Linked DNA regions of Mus musculus: region 1 is linked to region 2. Evidence: chromatin contacts called from public HiCAR-type data. All regions are on one chromosome and are shown on one strand. The core of a region is the stretch at or near the end of the contact, and the rest is flanking DNA. Distances in the headings are between cores, read along the strand shown.

Region 1 (6,856 bases), core at 326-2,825, 500 kb after region 2:
TGGTATTATTTTCTCTTTGAATTCTATTAGAAAATCAAAAATGCTCTTTTCTAAATACTGTGTCCCAAGACTTTAAAAAAATTCATTGTACAAGTAATTTAAATTTATTTTCAAATAATAGTATAACTATAACCATGTTTCATAACAATGTTACCCTCTCCAAGGTCCTTCTCATTTTAGTATGTAACTGCTCATTATTTTACCTATAATTAGCTAAAATTGTTATTTTACTTATAATTAGCTAAAATTACCTAGTACCTGCTAACGTTCCCATCAATTTGAGCATGAATACAATACAGAGAGAATTTTAAAAAGTAGTCATTTTCTTTGTATTATTTAATACTTTTTATGCATAGCAGGATATAAAATCAATATACAGTAAGCAATGTCATTTCTCTACTCCAATAAAGACTAGAGTGGAAGGGAAAATCAGAAACAAAATACCATTCATGGTAACGGGAAAAGAATTAGAAATAAAGCCCAGTAAAAGGGTAAAAAGACTTCAGCGATGACAACTTCAAATAGTAAAGAAATAGAATACTCAAGTCCACGAAGTGGCAGAAATAATACTGTTCAAATGAATATTCTACTGAAAATACCAACTCCCCCACACCCCTAAAAGAATGTCATCTGGTAAATACTGATCAAATACTCTTAGTCACAATTTCTTCTATTTGGAGAACCGGCCTCCAGCACACAAGCAAACGATGTAGATTGGCAAGCACCTGATCTACTTTACAGGGCTCACAAAAACGAAGTCTAGGAAAGCTTTTTAAAAACCCGAATTTTGGCTTCAGAAATGGTCAGGGGGAAAAAACCCATCATTGTACTTCTCTACTTTCTCTAAGATTGAAAAATTTGGCCTACTCACAGACGGCACAATTAAATACTCTTTAATCTCATCTTTAAAGGGCAGCGCGCGCGCGCACACACACACACACACACACACACACACACACACACACACACACACACACACACAGAGAGAGAGAGAGAGAGAGAGAGAGAGAGAGAGAGAGAGAGAGAGAGAGAGAGAGAGATTAATAAGTTCTCCCGGCCTAGTGTTCAACTGCAGTACTGTGAAGAATATAATTTACAAAGGCGATGAGAGAAAAGAATCGAAAGCAGCAGAGATATGCCTATAAGGCATACGAGCAACTGCTCACACCACCCAAGTCCCCTTACACCACAGTCTGGACTCCGCGTCACCAACCTGCAGTGCTGCAGTGTCTGCGGAGGCGCAGGTTCCAGGTGAGGACTAACCCCATGAAGATAGGGGCCTGGAACGAAGTAGCTTCCCTAGGACAGAACAGAGCGGGCTCCGGTGCCCGGTCGCCTGCTCTGCGCACAATTCCAGTGTCCCGCTCCAAGGCACACTAGGCTGCACAGCACCAAGGGAACGGCAGGCAACAGCGCCACAGACTGCAGTGTCACAAAGCTTTCACTTACGACTCCAGGAGCCCAAGGCATACTCACCATTTCCTCTTTCATATGCATCCAGGTGTTCTTCCTAATAGGCCTAAATACAGGAGATATAGTCCAGCCCCAACACCACCACAGACCTTCTCAACAACACAGGACTCAAACATGGCGGCAAGGGCGGGACCTTCCGAATGTACCGGTTCGTCATTGGACAGTTCATGAATAGCAGTAACAGCATCCCTGATTGAGGAAAGATAGTGACAGCCTTGAGCTTAAATGCCTTAATTAATAACATTCCTCTTTCCCAGTGCAGTTAGAATAGCGGATTCTTTTGTACGCCAGTTTTTTTGTTTGTTTGTTTGTTTGTTTTCCTTTTGTTTTTTAAGTGGACTAAGCCGGTTCCGACCTGTTTTATAACTTTGCCTTTAAGGGGAACAGGCTACTTTATGCACTTTGTTCTTGTGAACTCTGGGGCCCTCTACTGCTTTGATTACAGTGTCCAAGTTTGCCCTGCACATTTTTGATTCAAGTTCTTAATGGGAAGACCCACAGAATCAAAGATCTGTCCAGAGACAGGAACCAGGAGATCCTACTATGCAAACTCATGACTTTGGAATGAGGTAAAAGTGTTGTAAAGCTCTCTCACACGTTATGTTTCAATTTATTGATTTTGTTTGCTTGTTTTTATTGTTGTTTTGAGGCAGAATCTCTGCTATGTAGCTGTGGCTGTCTAAGTACTCACCATATACACCAGGCTTGTCGCGGATTTACAGTAATCCAACTGCCTTTGCTTCCAGAATGCTGGAATTTAAAGGTGTGGGCCACTATGCACTGCTACTCAACCAATCCATTTTTTTAATCAATAAAATTAGAGCAACAACCAATGAATACAATTATTGAATTACAGAAACACGAAGTTACATAGCAGTAATATTCAACATAGAATTCAAGACATATATAGAGTAACTCTTCAATTCAGACAAAAAATTTCCTTGGCTCAAAATCCAGAGGGATGTCTACATCTACAAATATACACATACATCACAACCGTCAACATCACAGTGACAAACAGCCCTTCTGTAGTGCTGAGGTAGAGACAACTAGGAAGTCTGGGAACTCACAGAGGATGCCTTCTATTGCTTCCTGTGGTGGTGGTGGTGGTGGTGGCAACCTCTTTCAACACCTTCATTTAGGTGCTTCTCAGCCATTCGGTATTCCTCAGGTGAGAATTCTTTGTTTAGCTCTGTACCTCAATTTTTAATAGAGTTATTTGATTTTCTGGAGTCCAACTTCTTGAGCTCTTTACATATATTGGACATTAGCCCCCTATCAGATTTAGGATTGGTAAAGATCTTTTCCCATTCTGTTGGTTACCTTTTTGTCTTATTGACAGTGTCTTTTGCCTTACAGAAGCTTTGCAATTTTATGAGGTCCCCTTCCCCCCACCAGACTCAGAAAATCTGGAGGGGAACTAGAAACCAAGAGAGAAATACCCATCCAACAAAGAAATCCAACAAAAGAAATCCAACAAAAGAAATCCAACAAAAGAAATCCAACAAAAGAAATCCAACAAAGAAATCCAGAAGTCAGCACCTGGATCTGTAATTCATCCAAAATCAGATGCCTACACTTAATCATAAAAACACCACCAATAACAGTGAGGCTACAACATGTCTCCACTAAAGTCCAACTATCCTAACCACAGCAGGCCCTGAATATTCAATCCGACATAGCTGAAGCACAATGAAAAGACCATAAAACTGACTGTATGAAGATGATAGATGTTCTTGGGATGAAAATAAATAAATTCTCTAAAGATGGCCAAGAAAACACACACAAATCGTGGAAATAAATAAATTTAACTGTTCAAGACCTGAAAATGAACATAAAAGCAGTAAAGAAAACACAAACTGAGGGAATTCTAGAAATTAAAAAAAATAATGAATTCAAACATGCACTACAGAGGCAAACTTCACTACCAGAATACAAGAGGATGTCAAGTATTAAAGATACAATAAAAAATGAATACATTAGACAAAGAAAATGCTAAATCTAAAAACGTCCTGATACAAAACATTCAGAAAATCTAGGACGGCTATTAAAAAAATCAAACCTAAGAATAATAAAAATAGAGGAAGACGAAGGATCCCACCTCACAGGCCCAGAAAATATTTTCAACAAGACCATCAAAGAAAAATTTTCCTAATATAAAGGACATGCCCATAAACATAGAGAACACCAAACAGACTAGACCAGAAAAGAAAGTCTCCTCACCACATAATAATCAAAACACTAAACATACAGAACAACAACAAAAAGAATATTAAAAGTTGCAAGGACCCTGATATAGCTGTCTCGTGTGAGGCTATGCCAGTGCCTGGCAAATACAGAAGTGGATGCTCACAGTCATCTATTGGATGGAACACAGGGCCCCCAATGGAGGAGCTAGAGAAAGTACCCAAGGAGCTGAAGGGGTCTGCAACCCTATAGGAGGATCAACAATATGAACTAACCAGTACCCCCAGAGCTCGTGTCTCTAGCTGCATATGTAGCAGAAGATGGACTAGTTGGCCATCATTGGGAGGAGAGGCCCTTGTTCTTGCAAAAATTATATGCCCCAGTACAGGGGAATGCCAGGGCCAGGAAGCGTGCGTGGGTGGGTTGGGGAGCAGGGTGGTGGTGGTGAGGGTATAGGGGACTTTCGGGATAGCATTTGAAATGAAAATGAAGAAAATATCTAATAAAATAAAATAAAAGTTGCAAGGGAAAAAGACCAATTATAATATAAAGGTATATATATTAGAATTATACCTGACTTCTCAATGGAGACTCCAAAAACCTGAAGGACCTGGATAGAAGAAAAATTCCAACCTATAAAGATTAACTTACCTATGAAAACACAGAGAATAAAATAACCTCAGACCTGCAAAATCAAAAAAAGGGAAACACACACAGTCTCTGTCTGTATGTCTCTGTTTCTGTCTCTTCTTCTCCACTATCACAACCAAAATAACAAGAATCAACAATGGGTCATTGATATCTCTAAATATTAAGTGTTTCAATCCCCCAATAAAAAGAGACAGACTAACGAAATGGATGCAAAACCAGGATCCACCATCTGCTGTATATAAGAACAACTCCTCAAGATCAAGAATTGACATCACCTCAGGGTAAAGGGGTAGAAAAAGATTTTCCAAGCAAATGAACCTAACAAGCAAGCTGGCGGAGCCATTTTAGTTTCAAATAAAATAGACTTCAAACCTAAAGTAATCAAAAGAGATAGAGAAGGATACTTCATACTACTGGAAGAAAAAAATCCACAAAGATGACATTTCAATTCTTAAAATCTATGTACCAAACACAAGGATACCAAAGTTTGTAAAAGAAATTCTAGTACAGTTTAACACACATATTGTCCCTCACACACTGATAGTGAGAGACTTCAAATACCCAATCTCTCCAATAGACAGGTTATCCAGGCAAAAAATGAATAGAAAAATACTGGAACTAAAAGATCTTATAAAGCAAATGGACCTAACAGATATTTACAGAAATTTTCATCTTAACACAGAAGAATAAATCATCTTCTCTGCATCTCATGAAACTTTCTCCAAAACTGAATACTTGGACACAAGGCAAGTCTCAACGAATACAAGAAAACTGAGATAACTCCATGCTTTTCTTCAGACCACAAATTAAAGCTGGATATCAACAACGACAAAACAACAGAAAGCTCACAAACTAATGGAAACTGAACAACTCTCTACTAAAAGAGAATGGGTCAAGACAGAAATAAGGAAAGAAATTAAAGACTTTGTAGAATTCAATGAAAACGAATGAACAGCATACCCAAACTTATGGGACATAATGAAAACACTTATAAGAGGCAAGTTCATAGCATAGCATCAAGTGCCCACATTTTTTTTTTAAATGATAACTGGAGAGAACTTATACTATCAACTTAATCCACATGAAATCTCTAGAACAAAAAGAATTAATCACATCAAGAGTAGAATGCAAGAAATAATCAACTCAGGCATAAAATCAATAAAATAGAAACAAAGAGAACAATAAAGGTTCAATGAAACAAAGAGTTGGTTCTTTGAGAAAATCAGCAAGACAGACAAACACATATGCAGACTTATTAAAAGACAGAGATAGAATATACAAATTAGAGAAATAAGAAATGAAAGGGGAGCAGGGCGTGGTGGCGCACGCCTTTAATCCCAGCACTTGGGAGGCAGGGGCAGGCGAATTTCTGAGTTTGAGGCCAGCCTGGTCTACAAAGTGAGTTTCAGGACAGCCAGGGATACACAGAGAAACCCTGTCTCGAAAAACCAAAAAAAAAAAAAAAAAAAAAAAAAAAAAAGAAAAGAAATGAAAGGGGTACATAATACCAGACATCAAGGACATCTAGACTCCTAAAGCACACTTTAAAAACCTGTATTCCACAAAACTGTAAAATCTAAAAAAAAAAGGATAATTTTTGATAGGTAGCACTTACCAAAATTAAACAAAATCAGACAATTTAAATAGACCTATATATAAAACTCATAATGATGAGTATGGGATGAAGTTTGCAAACTGAGTCCAAGAGTACATCTATCAGATCAAGTAGGCTTCAATATACAGCTGATAAACACTTTCAGCACAGTGGCTAGATACAAGATTAACTATTTTTAAAAAATTCAGTACCTCTCCCATATACAAATGATAAACAGACTGAGGAAGAACTCAGGGAAACAACATCTTTGACAATAGCCTCAAATAAAATAAAAATCTAATAAAAAGTACCCCTTGCTTCAGGTAACTAACCAAGCAAGTGGAAGACTTGTATAATAAAAAACTTCCAGTCCTTGAAGAAAGAAATTGAAGAAGACCTCAGAAGATGGAAAGATTGTCCACACTCATGGATCAGTAGGATTAACGCAGTAAAAATGGCCATCTTACCAACAGCAATTTACAGACTCAATGCAATGTCCATCAAAATTCCAACACATGGGCTGGTGAAATGGCTCAGTGGGTAAGAGCACCCGACTGCTCTTCCGAAGGTCCGGAGTTCAAATCCCAGCAACCACATGGTGGCTCACAACCATCCGTAACGAGATCTGACTCCCTCTTCTGGAGTGTCTGAAGACAGCTACAGTGTATTTACATATAATAAGTAAATAAATCTTAAAAAAAAAAAATTAAAAAAAAAAAATTCCAACACATTTCTTCAGGGACCTTGGAAGGTCAAATTCTCAACTTCATGTAGGATAAAAACAAAAAAACAAAACAAAAAAAAAAACAAGATAGCTATAACAAAAAAAACAAAACAAAACAGGATAGCTAAAACAATACTGAATACTGACCAATAAAACCACTGCTACCGGTCTCAATATTCCTGATTTCAAGCTGCACTACAAGAGTATAGTAATAAAAACTCCATGGT
Region 2 (7,660 bases), core at 4,269-6,768:
TGTGCAGGTGTGCATGTGTGCACATGAAGGTCAGAGGAAAATCTAGATTGATATCCACTATTCCACTGGCTTTGAGACAGGCTCTCTCAGTTTCTGCTGCCCTTGGTTATATAGAGTCAGGTCTCAACCTATGGGTGGTTGTGACCTGATTGTGAGATACCAAAGACCATTGGAAAACACACACATATATATATATACATTATGATTCATAACAGTAGTGAAATTACAGTTATGAAGTAGTAATAGCAATAATTTTATGATTGGTCTGACCACAACATGAAGAACTGTATTAAAGGGCCACAGCCTTAGGAAGGTTGAGAACTAGTCCTCTAGAGATTCTCCAGTCTCCACTTCTGTTGCAGGTCATCTCCACTCCGGCGGAGACAAGAACGACATGGACACCAAGGCGGGTTCACGCAGCAACTTCTTTACTTCGGGCTTTTCCCCCTACAGCTCTCTTCCCCAGCAGCCTCTTCTTCCTCCATCCTTCTTGCAGCTTCTCTTACAACAACTCCCCTTACAACAGCTTCTCTTACTACCACTAGCTTCTACTTAGGGCAAGGGCTAAACAACAAAACTATACTCTGCACTGCACCACCTGACCTCATCTAGCTCCACCAAACCTCATCCAATCAGAATTCACACACACTCCAGGCAGGAGCTCAGGTCGGTCACCAACAGGCTGACAGGTCCGGATCATGAGGAGCAGTCCAGCCTGGCAGGCAGCCCACACATGTAGCCTCACCATGCATGCTCGGGCAAGGCAGTAAACATCTTGGCCCATGCGGCCGCATCACTTCTTGCACACTTCCCATCTACCCGCAGGGTCACAATGGGGGTTAAAACATTTCACCTTTGTCCTACAAGCTCTAATTTTGATCTAAAGCAAAATGCATTCATTCAGTTCCTAAACCTGCCATCATTTAGAGTAATCCCAACACTTACTCAAAAGTCCCTAGTCCAGAGTTTCCTAAGAGATGTGAGGGGAATTCTTAATTGTGAGGCCTTATAAGAAACAAACGACAAACTAAAAATCCACCTACGAACATATTTCATGTATAAACATCAGAGTCCAATAGAGAGAGAGTAATGTGGGCAAAGAAAGGAAAAGTAGGAAAAGAAAAATTTAAAATGCAAGACTGAACCGTACAAAAAACATCCCTGTAGCTTCATATCCAGCACCTGGGGTGCCTGACAGCATCATCACTGCTCCAGCAGCCATTGGGAGCTTTGCCCCTTCTGCTGCTTCTTGCAGCAAAGAGTTTTTTTGGGGGGGGAGGGGAGGGGAGGGGAGGGGAGGGGAGGGGTGGGGAGGGGTGGAGAGGGGAGAGTTACTTCCAGTTTGTGTCTGAAGGATTTCACGGGAGATATCTTATTCTCCTGACATCTCCCAATATCCCGGGGTCTCCATGTCAACTAAGCATTCAGATTCTCAGCAGTGTGCACCATCTTTCAAGGCCGTAGTGAGACACTGCCTGGCTTCAGTGGCTTTCTTGTTGCCAGGTGCAAGCCTTCAAGCCCCCGCCCTGCTCCCATAGCTTTCATGCTTGCAGAAGCAGTAGTATGTGACCTTGCTGACAGGCTCTGCTGCCTCCAATAGCCTCTGTGTTTTTAAAGTTGGTTCTGGAAACATGGTTCCCTAGGTGAATCACTTCAGCAGAAGTGAATCACTCTAGCAGCATTCTCAGTTCAGAGTTCCCCCTTTCAAATGTAGTTATACTGTCTCAAGATGGAGCCATCAGTGGATGAGGTCTTGCCTTCAAGACACCTGCTCCACTGTCCCAGTCAGGATAGGAGGTTTCTCCTTAATGGGTTAATCTGAGCATGACAGCTGTTTTCTCCTCCCCTCCCCCAACACCTTGTCTCCAACTTTAAACTGTTTCACACTGTTTCCTGTGCACACTGCATGAGGCCATGTCTTTCACAGGAGACCTGGGCAATAGCAATGAGCAGTAAATATAGCACAACCTGAATATAGTCCATCCTCAGGTTTCTTCTGCCATCAAATCAGTCCATGGCTTGAATGCAGCCTCATTCAAGTTCTCAGGGCATGAACAGAAGGAAGCCAATGGTTGTCCTGTGGCCCAGTTATCAAAGGAGTCCTGTTCCCCTCAGAAGTTTTACTAGCCCCATCTTCATTGTCCATATTTGCATCAGCATTGTGGTGCTCTGAACACCAATCAGTGTTATAAGCTTAGAGTTATAGGTCAGAAATTCACCAGTATGACCATGAATAAGTTTAAACAAATAAGAGGCATAGGCATAAATTGTTCTCAATCTACCTTAATAAAGGTTAAATCTCCCCTCTAGCCCACTACCCAGCAGATGTAGTATTAAAGAAAGGCTATTATAGTATACAGGGAAGTGCACCTGGGAGGCAGAGACAGGCAGATTTCTGAGTTTGAGGCCAGCCTGTTCTACAGAGTGAGTTCTAGGAAAGCCAAGACTATACAGGGAAACCCTGTCTTAAAAACCAAACCAAACCAAAAAAAAAAAAAAAAAAAAAAAAAAAAGGAAATAATAATTGGGACGATTCCATTCTTTGTTGTTTTCTATCCAGTAAATAGCAAACACCAAACGTGAATCAGCACCTGTGGATGAGTCTACTTGGCAGACACCATCCCGGAATCAGTAGCTTAAGTCCAGTCTGCTTGGTAGGCACCACACTTGAATCAGCAAGGGCAGTTCAATCTAGAAGAAACCAAAGGCCTCACCAACCAGTCTGCATCCACTGTGGAAGCAGCAGGAACCTCATGAGTTCTTTGGCGAGTTCATCTCCATCAAGTCACCAGCAGTGCAGGTCAACAACACAATGTAAAGCCAGCCAGCACATGCATGGCATCAGTAAAGAACAGAGAGACAGAGCAGTGCGAACCAACGCTCTGGAATCACATTTATATGTCTTCTAAACATTAAGTGTTCTTTCGCATGTCTGCTTCAGCAAAACATCCTTTTACCTGTGTGCCCCAGCAAAACCTCATTTGACTTCCCTACTTTCCAAAGAAAACAGTAGTTTCTGCGTCACAGAGACTTTATTAAGAGACCATGGATACTGGCCACGTTCATACCTAAACGTCAGGCACAGAATATGGTGCTAAATTACATTAGCCAAGGGCTGATAGGGGAAAACTCTCAAAGCTACACACTTCTTCCCTTCTTGGAACCAGAGGCAATTATTCTGGCCTACTTCCTGATGCCCTGACCGCATGCGATCAAGCACATCCTGTGCAACTGGGACAACTGACCTTGTTTACAGAAGTGAAAACACGTGGTTTGTCATCTTACATGAAAAAAGCTGTAGAGAGAATCTCTTGTGTACTGTGTGGAAACACCACCTGTCAGTAGCTGGGAAACATAGTCCTGGGATGAAGTTGGCCACATTTAGAGTGGGTCTTTGCTCTAAGTTCAGCCTTTTTGACAGACTCGTATAGAGACTCCCAGAAATCATCTTCCACGGAAGTTGTAGACCCAGAAAGATGGCAGTGATGAGTGACCATTGTGACTATCTTATCAGGGTCTAGGAATATTCATCTGAAGACATGACGTATATCCTGCATTTATCTTATGATATGTAGCCGAGGTTGACCTTGAGTTTTATTCCTCTTGCATCCACCTCCCAAATGGCCTGATTATAGGTGTAACCCTTGGTTTATTTATAGCTCAGCAGGTTTATTTTTGGAACCGGTATCTGTTATTATGGGGTTGGCAACACCAAAGTCTAAGGCCCTAGACACCTGGTAAGACTTTAGACAGACACCGTAGCTGAGTTTTTAGGTCAGAGTTCGTTCATGACTGTTGCAGTCAAGGTTTGCTCTCAGGTCCTTTCAGTATTCAGTGTCCTGAGGAGGTAATTCGCTTCCTCTGTCCTCGACTCCAGCAGTCTGAGTTCCGGTCCTCCTGATAGAGGAGGGTTTGGTTGGGGCACAGGAGTAGAAGGAGTAATCCAGAGTTTAACCAGAGCGAGGAAGGAAGGGAGAACATATTCTTTGAAGAAGAGCCATTCAGGCCTGAAGAGATGGCTTAGTGGTTAAGAGCACTGGCTTCTGTTCCTTAGGAGCAAGGTTCAATTTGTACTACCTACGTGGTGGCTCGGAACTTTCTGCAGTTCTACTCCCAGGGGATCTCACACTCTTTTCTTTGCAAAGCTTCTGGAATCAAGCTTGTGTGTGGTGCAGACACATACATGCAGACAAAACATCTCTATACATAAATCAAATAAATAAAAGAAAAAATAAGAATGCTAAGTCAAGCGAAACAGCTATGGCTTCAACTGTGACAAGTGGGGGCCTTATACTGCTCTGTTCCATACAGTCTTTCCTTGTGTCTTCTCCAGTGTGGACTCTTTTAGAAATGTTGTGTGTTTCCTTTAGACGTTCATTACCCTAGAATTCAGTGTCATAAGTAGTTGTGAAATTGTAGACTTTGCCTATGCTTAAAAAGTACCTGTGAAGTTGAAAAATTTACTAGAGGAAAGGGAAACAACACCTTGTGAAAAATCCCCTGGGGAGGAAGTCTTGAGGTTGCTTAATTTTGATCTATTAGGGACCCCTAGCCTCCATAGTCCCTCATTTCTTGTTTGGGGAGCCCTGAGTTGGCGAGTCTGGACTTCTCCACTGACCTCTGCCCTTATCTTGCTCTATCAACCACCAATCAAGTACCCTTAACTCTGTTTCAGGACTTTGAGATTGCTTTTATCTGCCAACCTTTGAGCTGGTCCACCCATTGTTCTTTATGTCCGCGCTTTGGTGTGATGTTGGCTCCTTTTACTTGTCTAATAATGGGGAGCATGGCCATGGGAGGGTTCAGTGATTGCTAAGTCCATGACTTGCCGATCTAGGGTTTCTGAACAGCATACACTCCTGTTAAGGTCAAGTCGCCATTTGATCCTGGGAAGACAAGCCATTGCAGGCTTGTTCATTCTTGCCTGTACCCCTGTGCTCATAGCACTTCAGTCTGACTCCTTTCATCCTCACAAACCCGCTGAACTCTGACCCTTTAGTTGCCAGGTGTATTTTCCCAGCCAGGACATCTATCTCTTCAGTCTGACCATGGCTGGATTCTCTGGTCTAGTTTGGAATTGTTTCTATCCAGGGGCTGGGCTGCTAAGGGAGAGGACTGAATGCTGCAAGACTGTAGTCGGTGAGCAGAGGCATTCCAGAGACAGGTCTGCAGTTCTGCAGTTCTGCAGTGAGGAATTCTGCATGCTGCACTCCCACCAGTGAGATGTGCAGAGATCCCTGGGAGATGCTCAGGGAACATCCTGAACACCATCCTGGCACCTGTACTTCCTCCTTCACGCTTTTATCAGCAGACTGTTGCCCTTGGAAGGGCCCAGAGTCACCTTTGCCCTTGACTCAGAGGTGCTGCATCCTAAATGCAACCTGCCTGTGTGTGTTGCCCTGAGTCTTTCCCCTCCACTCCAGTCTGGCCCCGCCCAACTTGTTTTGGCCTGATGCCCAGGCAGGGAGGAAGTGGCTGAGCCTGGGAGGGATTTGATTGGTTCAGTCCAGCCTAACCCAGCCTCCCACACAGCTTCCTGAAGTTAGGAAGCAGGGGATAAATGCTTTTCACAGGACTGGGGAGAAGGTCTTAGAGGACCAGCAGCTCCTGAGATAAGGTACCGACTTGGGCTCTGAGGCAAGACAGGGTCCTGACTCTGATCAGGATGAGTTTATCAGTGTTGGGGTGGCTCCATGGAGACAATTGGCACAAGTGAGCCTGGGTTCCTGGATAACCGTTTGTGCTTCAGGCAGAGCCATCCCAGACTTCAACAGCTCTTGTCTGTGTGTTCCCTGCCTCCTTCTCTCTCTCTCATTCTGTCTCTTCCTGTATCTCCATCCCCTTCCCTGCTCTACTCCCTGCTCTACTCTCCAGTTTCTGCCCATGCTCAAAATTCTGAAGTTTTCCAGGTTCCTCTTCCAAACCTCAGAATCTCCTCCTGTGTCTGTCTGCTCAGCAGGATGCTGCGGCTAAGTGTGTCTGGGCTGGACCTGGGCTCTGTGGTGACCTCGTCATGGCATCTTCTGCTGCTTGGAGTGGCTTCCTGGATTTTGGCCAGAATCCTTGCCTGGACTTACTCATTCTATGAGAACTGCTCCCGCCTCAGTTGTTTCCCTCAGCCTCCTAAAAAAAACTGGTTTTCAGGTCACTTGGGCATGGTGAGTATGGCGGCAGATAGGCTGGGGGTACCGGGGTGTATGTGTTCCCTAGGCATCAGGAAAGGTCTGGAGCCTGTAGCAGGGAGAAGCAAAGAAAGTTATTTGGGCCCCTATTCTCATCACAACCCCACATTCATTTATCTTTCTTTCCAAGTTGTGCTCATCAGCCTTTCTCTCTTACCTGGCACCAGCCTACTGTGGGCCATACTCTCAGCAGGACTGAGGATTCCTCAAGTTCCTGGATATGTGTCATAGTCAGTGGATCCCATGGCGAATAGCACAGAGTAGTGGCATCCCTGGTATATTCTGTTTCACTGCTGGATTTGAGATCTTCCTTCAGTATGTCCAAGGTCTTGCCTCCTGCCTGGCTCATCTCTCTTGGTTTCAGATCAGTGACTGTATCTCTCTGGGTTGCTATTTGCCCTGTAGGATTCAGCTGCGATTTCTTACCTCCACCTACTGTTTGGGTGCAGAAGAGAGATTGTAGTTTTTTTCCCTTCCACTTCTTGGCCACTGTCCTTCCTCATTTTGCCCTCTGTCCTGAAGATGCATTAGTGGGCTCCATTATGCAATGTAGGTCAAGGATGAACACTTTTTAACATTGGTAGTGATTATCTGAAGTGCTTAGGGTTTGTGCATGCTAAGCAATGACTTTATTCCAAAGGCACATCACAGCATGACCATTTTCTCTCTGGTCTCATCATAATGACTACACTTCCTACTCAGTACCCTTCCCTGGTCACCAGGTCCCCTTGCTCCATGCTGCTCCATGTTGCAGAACCACATCTTGGGATTAGATCACTCATAATAGAGATATCATCACCAATGCCATACATTCAAGTACTGCTTCTCTCAACAGAATCCTCTTTCCTACCAACATTCTCATGTAACCATTGTTATCCAATGTCTTCTCAGCATCACCATCCTTTATGCATACTAACCTATCAGCTTCCTTACAGTTCCCTTTCATCTCCCCATGAGTTCAAATTCCTATCAAGATTTCAAGTGTGAGGTTCTTGACAATTCATTTTTCCTTTAAGCATTTGGAAAAGTGTTGCTTTTGATGCCCCCAAACTCCCATATGTTGTGTTTTGTTATGCACAGTGATACTGTAGAGTCAGGTGACATGTTTCTTCCCATTCTTATACCTCCTATGTGGTCTTGGTGCACTAAATCTCCTGTCTGTTGCTCCTCCTCTTCCTCTTCCTCCCCACTACTACTACTACTACTATTTCTTCTTCTTCTTCTTCTTCTTCTTCTTCTTCTTCTTCTTCTTCTTCTTCTTCTTCTTCTTCTTCTTCTTCTTCTTCTCTTCTCCTCCTCCTCCTCCTCCTCCTTCTCCTCCTCCTTCTCCTTCTCCTCTTTCTTTCTCCTCCGCCTCCTCCTCTTCTTCCTTCTCCTCCTCATCCTCTTTTTCCTCTACTTCTTGTTCTTCCTGTTCTTGTTCTTATTTTCCTTGTTCTTCTTTTTGTTCGTCTCTTTCTCCTTCTCCTCTTCCCCTC

Evidence for each region. HiCAR-type assays count read pairs that join an accessible place to other places.
Region 1: a contact with region 2 is called in a HiCAR-type map of astrocytes, with 2.8 times the contacts expected there. The contact joins the promoter of Zfp763 here to the promoter of Cyp4f16 in region 2. A contact is called at or near these places in 5 of 39 promoter capture datasets (embryonic stem cells, hippocampal neurons and liver) and 1 of 115 datasets of contacts at active chromatin or transcription factors (astrocytes).

The regions. Positions count from the first base shown.
Region 1 is chr17:33,031,806-33,038,661 of GRCm38.p6, forward strand. It overlaps Zfp763 (zinc finger protein 763), which reads right to left and starts at 1,576. Exons shown (of 4, transcript NM_028543.3): 1 at 1,477-1,576. The coding sequence starts at 1,497.
Region 2 is chr17:32,531,039-32,538,698 of GRCm38.p6, forward strand. It overlaps Cyp4f16 (cytochrome P450, family 4, subfamily f, polypeptide 16), which reads left to right and starts at 5,519. Exons shown (of 13, transcript NM_024442.2): 1 at 5,519-5,617; 2 at 5,960-6,158. The coding sequence starts at 5,961.